Linked DNA regions of Mus musculus: region 2 is linked to region 1. The links are chromatin contacts, called in public Hi-C maps. All regions are on one chromosome and are shown on one strand. The core of a region is the stretch at or near the end of the contact, and the rest is flanking DNA. Distances in the headings are between cores, read along the strand shown.

Region 1 (4,606 bases), core at 1,246-3,745:
TAGCCTCATTGCTCCCAGATCACGCATTTCCAACCCTTTTATATTTGTTACAGGGATGAAGGCAGAAAAAAAAGACCACAGGAAAAATCTGAGGCGGAGGAGCAGTTTTAATTTTTTTAATTTCTTGTTGCTGTTCCATGTAATTAATTTTCCCTCGGCACTTTTAAAGTTTACAAAACACTATAAGTACATTCTCCATGGAGCCCCACAGTCTGTAATGCTGACGAGAACAGAGTGTTGGGGCGTCCAGGTGAGAAATAGACATTAGAGATGATAAGCTTAAGTCATCCTGGACCTGAAGCAGCATCTCACGGTGCCTGGAGTTACCACTGCGCCTGTGCCTCACTCCACCAAAGGCAGGAAGGGCTGGGGGAAGAGGAACCGTTTGTGCTCTGGGCTGACAGTGTCATGCCCGTGATTCCCTGTAGTTTACAGCAGAGCTCCCTGAGGTGAGGGTGAGCTGTACAGCCCTTTCTGCCCAGACACCCCACTCACCCACGAGAACACACATTCTCCTTTGTGTTCACTCAGTCCCGTGTAGCCACTCTGCACTGTGCAGTGCCTAGTCCTGTGAGGTCACTGTCCCATGTTGTCATCTCACCCTGCATTTTGCTCTTTACAAGGTGTTGTCTCAGAACAGATTTGGGTTGCATACAGTATACAACAAAGTCTTAACCACTGGCTGACCAAAGGAGGAGGAACACGTGAACCCATGAGTTCAAAACCAGCCTAAGGCAGACTGTAAGATCTGTTTTGTGAGAGGGGGAAAGGATTTCACCTCTCCCAAATTCTAATGGATTTAGGGCAGGAACTCCCAAGGGACCAGGCTCAAGTACCCATCCTAGAAAGCCACTCAAAGAACTGAGACAACATCTTCCCTTTTCTTATTACAAAATAAGCTATCCAACTGACCTGTAGTCATAGCTTCAGTGTCCTACCTGAGAGCCATGACCTGGGTTTGCAGATTGCCTGCTTCTGTGGCACTGCCTGCCAGCACCTTTGGCTGAATCTCCCCCAAAGCTTCTCTGTGTCATCACCTGATTCTGGGTGTGGGGGGGCAGGGAAAGAGGGAGGTACAGCTTCTGGGTAAAGGAGCAACTGAGACGCTGTCTCATGCCCATGTCGGCATTGTGGGCACTGGCTACAGTGGACTCTTTATTTAAATTTGGTAGAGGTGAAAGAAGTCCTTTCATCTTCAGGTTTATCCAATAAAATACAGTAGAAGTGCCAGCCATCCTCCTGTAGACCTGCTTCAAGGCATTATCATTCTGCCACCTGTGCTTAATGGGGCCTCTGCCCTCAGAGCATATTCCAGAACCCCAGTACATTGTGCCTGCTGAGTGGGGCCTAGCTGATACTCGATCTCTGGCTCTTGTTTCCAGGACGAGATGGGCCTGTGGGTGGAGGGATACCATATTCACAAATTCAGCCTCTCCCTGCAGTATCTACATTCTCTAAAAGGGTCAGAACCCTGCGCTGGACATGCCCTTCTCACTGTGGTCACAACCTTGGGTGGCTGTCCTTCCCACTGGTGCTCAAGCCACTTAGTGGCCTGGGACACTGCAGACCCTGGAACTCTTCACATAGTCCTTACCCAACTCACAGGGGTTGAGAAAGGCTGTAAGTTGCTCGAGTCTCTTGTGCTGTGTGGACACACGCTATGTTAGTGACTGTTCTTAAAAGCGCTGCGACCCATGCCCAACACAGACCACTTTACGGTACAGAGGTTGTTTTGATTCATGATTTCAGATGGTTCAGGCTAGTCACTTGACCCCATGTACTTTGGCAGAGCATCACAGGAAGATTGTATGGCATGAGCAGTTCACTTGATAACATAAATAGCTAGGGAACCAAATGGTCCCAAGGACCTTTTCCTGGTACCTGCTTCCACCAGCTAAGCCTTACTTTGTGAGATTTCTAGAACCTCTCAGTAGTGCCACCAGCTTAGCACGTGGGCATTAAACAATGAGGGGGGATCATTTTACATCTAAGCCATAACACATATAGAAAGAAGAGGATTCCACAGAGTGTCACAAGGCCAGGAAAGCCCAGAGCAGGTAGTAGAGTCCTCAGTGGCTCTGCCTTTGCCACCCCATACACTGCAGTGGGGAGCCCCTCCTTGTTCCCGATTCTCTGCTGCTGCTCCTATGAAGTGCCCCACTTCTCCTTCAGAGCCAGAACATTAGGCAGATTCCACCCTCCCAGTGGGTGCTGGCTGAGCTCGCCAGGGCTCCATAGATACAGCTTCCCCCAGCCCTGAATGCCTAGTACAGAGATCGGACTGTTCTGAAATACATGGTGTGGTAGGCTTGGAGCACAGTTGTGCACATAGATCCTCCACGGCCCTGAGACCCAGAGAACTGTCGCCTTCCTGCCGTGTGTGGTTTCTGTCCTAAGTGTAAATGCCAGCCTTTGGTGTGTGGTTTCTGTCCTAAGTGTAAATGCCAGCCTTTGTCCTAGTTCCCTGAGCTCTCGGACTCGGTCCTGAATGCTGGTGCCCTCTGCTGTCCCTGATCCCTTCCCTTCCTTCCTGGCTCCGCGCACTCCAGCCTGCGGGGGTTAAGACTTCAGTCCCTTGTCGGTTTCTGCCTTCACGATTACTCATCAGAAGACAAATTAGCTGGGACATGCCATTTGACCTGGTTTGATCTGGCTCGTTTCTCTCAAAGGTCACAGTCTTTAACCCCGTGTCGGTCCCTTGAATCTCTCAGAGGTCACAGTCGTGAGCCCCACATGTTTCCCCGAGTCACATTCCACAGCTAATTGTTCTCTTGCTTATACAAAATAATGACTTTACAAAGGAGGGCGCCCACTGTGGCGTGGATGAGTGAAGAGAGGACAGTCAGTGGTGCCGTCCACTGCCTACCTGCCTCCTAGGGGTAGCCCCTGGGGTAATGTCACCCAGCAGGTGGGAGGAGGAAGGCTGGGTTTTCCACAGAGCAGACAGACTGCATGAAGACCTTTTCCATGAACATTATGCCTGTTTTCCTCCTACACATAGTCTTTACTCTTAACATATATTCACACCCTGCCCTTCAAAGTAATAATAAAATACTAAATCTTTTCCCTGTGTCACAGGGACCATAGAAGCTTTTCTTTCAGGGAAAACCCAAATACAGATGAAACAATGGAAAGGTTTTAACCAAACAATCAAAACTATGCAAAGTACCAGCTTTACAAAATGGACCCAGTGCTGAAGAAAAGGCTGGAGGCTCACTGGCACCCCGGAGAAAGGCGGGGCTGATGCTCCCACAGCACTTGATCACTCTTGTGTACAGCTTTTCATGAAAAGAAAAACTGAACGCCCACAGTGTTCAGTGTCTGAGAAGGCTCTATGAGTCTCATAAGCCTAAATTCTACCTTCCACCAGAGAGTAGGGCCTGCTCTTCTCGTTACCTCCTGGTAACTGGTAGACATCACAATGTAAAAGACGCATCTCTTGTGAACATTCCTTGCCTGATTGGTTTTCACCAAGAGAAATTTGCTGTGTCTGAAATATATGAGGACAGTGTAGCCACAAATCCACTTACAGTTTTGTTGTCCTTGTTTGAAATGACTGCAGATCTTGGCCAACTTGGAGCAAGGCTTAGCTGAAGATGGTGGTCTGAGCAGCGTCACCCAGGAAAGCAGGCAAGGTGAGCATTGCCCTTCTGTTGGCTGAACACCACTCGCTCGGATATGCAAGGCTCAACAGTATAGTTGGTCCCCACTCTTACCCAACAGTGGATGTCCCCTTCACCCATTTCCCCTGTAGCATCTACTCTGGATAGGTGAGAGGAAGGACGTGGGCTTTTACCCAGTAATGAGAAGTACACATGGGCTGAGGACAGCCCAACCCAGCTCCTCGGTGCACTGGGGGCTTTTCATTTGCCTGCGCAGATTTGCATGGAAGAGGGGAAGTGGGCCACAGTGTGAACTGTCAGTGGCTGAACATCCTGATCTTCCATGGTACCTTGGCAATCACCTATGGACACGTGGTGGACTGCAGGGGCAGATCAGCCTCTAAGATCATGTCTCAGTCTCTTTCCATTTGCTGTAATGAAATACCCAAATCTGGTTTAATTTATAAAGGACAGAGTAGTACTGGATTTACGGTTCTAGAGTCTGGGATGTCCATGAGATGATGCTGGCATATGGTGAGATCATCCGCATTGTACAGGGCATCACATGATGAGACAAGGAAGCATCTTCTTAGCTCTGTTATAAAACTGCCAGTGAGGCCAGGCACAGTGGCGTATATTTTTAATCCCAGCACTCAGGAGACAGAGGTAGGAGAGTTCTATGAATTCAAGGCCCGCCTGGTCTGCAAAGTGAGTTCTAGGACAGCAGGGCTGTTACACAGAGAAATCCTGTCTCAAAAAAAAAAAAAAACAAAGATAATAATAATAAAATCATAATAATAATTAATAAGTGAATAAAACCTCCAGCACTGTGATAAGGCCTCATCTGAGGACTTTACCTAACCTCCCAATGCCTTTCCAAGGACCCCCCATTTCAGATACCATCAACATGTGGCTTTAGGGATTATATCCCCAGTATGTAACTTTGTGTACACATATCTACCACAGCAGTTATTCTGGCTACAGCATGCTGAATACATGCCAGT
Region 2 (4,606 bases), core at 941-3,440, 1.0 Mb before region 1:
CATACTTACATGTATCGAGACTGAACTTCTAAGTGGCCTGTGGTGACCAAGGGTATTACCACAGCTTTTAGCAAACTGACGGCTCTGTCTGTCAATTAGCAGAAAGCCAGGGTGTGGCTGTGGCAAGAGTGAGTTTTCAAAGCTTCACAGCCATGTGCAAAATGATCCCAGTGCTGGGCTTGGTGTAGCCAGCTCCAGTGTGTCATGGTAACAGCCAATGGAGTCCTTAGTCTGGGAACATAGTCATCTCTACCAGGCTCGTCCCAGGTACTACAAATAAATCATGTCAAAAGAGGAAAAGGAAGGCCACAAAAGTCACAGTGTGTCTACCATAGTTTTAAACAGGAGTTTAAAACTATCTGATGGCTTCTTACCCTGGAAACTGCAATGCTCTAACATGCTGCTCTGTGACCATGGCAGAGTTACTCAACCTCTCTGAGCTTTCATTCCTTCTATAGCATGGGGGAACAGAGATCACTGGCTGTGGCATAAACAGCAAGTGAGTACCATCTGCTCTGAATATACAGCATGAGGACAGATAAAAGAGGCCTCTAGTCTGCAGGCTGCGTGTGCAGAATGCTTGCTTACTTCAGCTTGGGCAACACAGAAGGTGGCATAAGACAACTGCAATGTTAGCCGGGTGTGGTGGCACACCCCTTTAATCCCAGCACTCAGGAGGCAGAGGCAGGCAGATTTCTGAGTTCGAAGCCAGCCTGGTCTACAAAGTGAGTTCCAGGACAGCCAGGGCTATACAGAGAAACCCTGTCTCGAACCCTCCCCGCCCCCCCCCAAAGACAACTGCAATGTCATGAGACAGTGCTCCTCAGAGAGAGATTGCACATAGTAGGCCAATTCTGGGAGAGTATCCTTTAGAAAATGCTGTCAATGAGTTTCCAGTCTAAGCATAAGTGACTGGTAAATGGACCCAGGGCAGGAGTCCTGAGCGGGATAGCAGGCCCTCCCCTTGCAGCAGGTACTGGATATAAAAAAAGTCCCCATTACAGGTGAGGAGAGGGACCACTGTAGCAGCAGGACCAGCCCACAGTTAAAGGGCCGAGCTGCTGGGAGCAAAGTGGCACTAGATTCTAAACTATTAATAACACTGTGCCTCCTCTTTCTGTTAGTACAGTGGTCACCGCAGCCCTGTGAGGGAGGCCACAGTATCCTGTACTTAAACGGCATGGGAGTCAGAATGTGAGCTTCACAATGGGTGGGTGGCCACAGCGTCTGTGCTGTTTCTTGATCAAAAGCCAAGAAAACATTGCACCACTCTACAAACACAGGTGGGGTTGTACCTGGAAGTGTCATCGTAGCTTCCCCCCCCCCCCATGAAATGCCAGCGAAACACATCTGCTCCTTTTATGAAGTGTTAGGAATCACGCTGAGTCATGAGATGACAGACAGCTGGCTGTTTGGTCTGTCAGATGCACGAAACACAATTTCTACCAAAGGGAAGGTGCCCTCCACAGCACACAGGCTTCCCCCAAGGCTCTCCTGTTGTTCCACAAACAGGAAGTAGTGCTGGGGACACTAGGTGCAAAGATTGGCTTCCCCAACAGCACTGAGCCAGGGAATCTGAACCGGGAGTTTCAGCCCCTGTCACTGAGCATACAGGCTCTGCATCCCCTCCAGGCTAGAGGGATGGGCAGCAAACACTTTTCTCCAAAGGGATTCCATGCTTCTGGCTGGTTGTCTGTGCTGGGGATACTCCATCATGCCCTGGCTTACTTCCCTCTTTTTTCCTTCCCTTCCCTGGATATGGATGTCAGCTGGTGAGGTCCTCCTGATGACACTTCCAGTGCCGTGCACTCAGAGGCCTCCCTCACTGACTCCTGTTTCTCCACCCCCTGTCCCTGTTCCCATACCATCCCTCTTGCTGTTCCTGTGGGATTCACTCTCGGGAGAAAGGCCATTGGTCATGAGATGCTCTGAGCTTACTACGGGGTTCACTATGGGTTGCTGAGCCCAGAGCACCAGAAATAGCTCCTTTGTGCACAGTCCTTCACATATGGCTAGACAAAACTGGTTTTGAAGCTCTTCTATTTAAACATATCCCCATGTTACACTTGCGTGTGGCTCCCAAAGAGACTTCTGCACTCTGCAGGATATGTGCTCGCAGCCGGAGAGTGCTCCGTGAACACTCCCATCTGTGCCTAGCTCCTAGGCTGATCTCAGTCTCTCCTCACAGAGATGGGAAGGAGCTGAATCCTGGGCAGGCTGCCAAAAACTAAACACTGGACAAAGGGACATACAGGCCTCATTTTCCTGTGGCCTTTAAGAGACAAAATTACCTTTTTACCAGTACAAATATTTTATGCTTTTCAAATAATATGAACAAAAAGGAAATAGCTTTGTGCAACTCAGGAGTTAGGTTACATGGTATTGTTTCTGAGGGTCACACAGACAACCTAGGCAGAGTTCAAATGAATGGTTGCAGTGGATTATTCGGAGCCACCAGTCTCACCTCATTCTACACAGTAGGTAGTTTCTCTCTCAGTGACTGTCTAGTGATGTGTGGAAACACATGATGTCACAAATGTGGAGAAAAGAAAATTGCTTCTGGTACCCAGAGAGCAAAGGCTGGGATCCTAGGACACCCTGGGAAGAACTGGAAGATCCTTTGACTATCAGCTTATGCATGGTAGCCTTTGCAAAAACCAGGATTTATCCTCTTGTCTGCTGCAGTTGGGGACATGTGGCCATGCCAAGCCACAGAGGGAGCAGGATTTGCAATGTTTTTGCTTCTATCAGTGCCTGTGAGGACATGAGGAGATGCCAACAGCTGTTAAAGTTAGATGGCCAGGCCTGAAGTGACCTCCTGGGAGCCAGGCAGCCTGCTGACGGCTGAGAGGTCTGGATACTCCCACAGCAAGCCCAGCCCAGCAGGGACCTCAGAACTCCTCATAGCACCAGTAGGCTAAACAATAAAAGCACTGGTGACCTGGAAACAAAGCTAAGACTGCACAGACAAGACCCAGTGGCTTCCATCCCCCTCCCCCCAAAGGTAGGCAGGCTAGCTCCTTTGTTCACTCTCACTGTGACAGCGACAGGATTTCTTTAGCCCCAGCGGCCACTCGCTAGTGGAAGTTACTAAATCACAGGAGCAGGTGCGGTTTTGCCCATCCAGTGTTGACCTTCCTGCAGAAGCAGATTCAGTCCTGCTTCTCAGCAGACCATCTCGGGATTTTCAGCAAGATGAAAGATCTAGATATAGCCCTTCAGAGGAAGGGCAGCTTCCCTTTTTGGCCTCTTTGTTTTTATTCAGTTTGAAAAGCATAAAAGGAAGTCTGGAAGACCGAACATTGGAAAACCATTCCCTAAACCCTGAAAGCTTGGTAAGGCTTACCATGGAATCTCAGGAAAAAGTACCCAGAAAAAAACAGGGTTTTCACAGAAAATTCCCTGTGCTCACATTTGCAGCCCTTGCCTGTTACATGGCACAAAGACTTATTCACAACCAGTCTCAGATCCTGTTTGTCATTTGCTGTTGAGGCAAGGTGGCTAAACTGCCACCTGCTCATCCAGACCGACTGTTTCCCTTAAACGATGGAAGTGCCATAACACAATGGAGGCAGTATAGCTGCTATCTCTGTCCAGTTCCTGGTCTCTGCAGAACTGAGAGCCGTGGTGCAAGGGAAGAAGGTTTAGAGTTTAAGAAAGTCTGGGACCGAGTTGATGGTGATGAGATGCATCTGTGAAAGATCTGGGTGTCATAGCCAAGCAGGGCTGGGCCCTCTGCTACCCAGGAGAAGAAACACATGCTTATGCTCCAGGAGATAAAATGTGAGGACTGGGAGCTGGGAGGGAAATGGGAGCTATTCCTTTCTCACCTCACTTTAATTCACCTCACCTCAGCTCACCTCACCTCACCTCACCTCACCCCACCCCACCCCACCTCACCTCACCTCACCTCACCTCACTTCTCCTCACCTCACCTCACCTCACCTCACCTCACCTCACCTCACCTCACCCCACCCCACCCCACCTCATCTCACCTCACCCCACCCTCGTCCCTTTCCCAAGATCACCTCAGCTCATAGCTCCCCTCACACTTCCTCCCCTCATTCTCATCTTTCCCCTTACCCCCATGGTCACCTCAGCACATATCACCTGCATCTTCAGCTCCATCTCAGCTCACCCTTAGCACACCCCTCATGCTCATCTTCACCCTACCTTACCTCACTTCACCCTTAACTCACCTTCATCTTTACCCTCATCTCCCCCTTACCTTCACTGTCACCCTCACCTCATCCTCATCTTTATCCTCACCCCATCTTCTCCTTCGTCTTTATTCTCATTCTCACACTCACATGACCCCAACCCTCACCTCACCCTCACCTCACCCTCTCCTCACTCTCTCCTCATTCACCTCACCTCTCTTCACTCACTCCGCCTGACCTTCACCCTTCTTCACCCTACCTAATCTTACCTTATCTCACCCCACCTCATTCCTACCTCAATGTCACGTTACCTCTTTCCCCTCACTCACCTCCTCATCTCTCCTCGATTATCTCACCTCACTCACCTCACCTCACCTCACCCTCACCTCACCCTCACCTCTTCTCTTCTCACTTATCTTACCTCACTCTCCCCTCAGCCCACCTCA

Evidence for each region. A called contact is a pair of places that touch in the nucleus more often than the background predicts.
Region 2: a Hi-C map of cerebral cortex shows a contact between it and region 1, with 2.0 times the contacts expected there. The contact joins two enhancer-like sites. A contact is called at or near these places in 2 of 484 Hi-C or Micro-C datasets (the G1E-ER4 cell line and cerebral cortex) and 1 of 115 datasets of contacts at active chromatin or transcription factors (astrocytes).

The regions. Positions count from the first base shown.
Region 1 is chr12:28,702,555-28,707,160 of GRCm38.p6, reverse strand. Trappc12 (trafficking protein particle complex 12) reads left to right here. Exons shown (of 12, transcript NM_178811.5): 7 at 3,563-3,635. Among named protein-coding and RNA genes, the nearest start is that of Mir6937, 26 kb to the right of the region's middle. Within about 2 kb of position 2,495, at least 30 of the 459 cell types and tissues checked have an H3K27ac peak or open chromatin away from gene starts, as enhancers often do. A contact at or near this core is called in cerebral cortex, where this site is marked.
Region 2 is chr12:29,700,370-29,704,975 of GRCm38.p6, reverse strand. The region is part of intron 3 of Myt1l (myelin transcription factor 1-like); the gene reads right to left. Among named protein-coding and RNA genes, the nearest start is that of C630031E19Rik, 16 kb to the right of the region's middle. Within about 2 kb of position 2,190, at least 76 of the 459 cell types and tissues checked have an H3K27ac peak or open chromatin away from gene starts, as enhancers often do. A contact at or near this core is called in cerebral cortex, where this site is marked.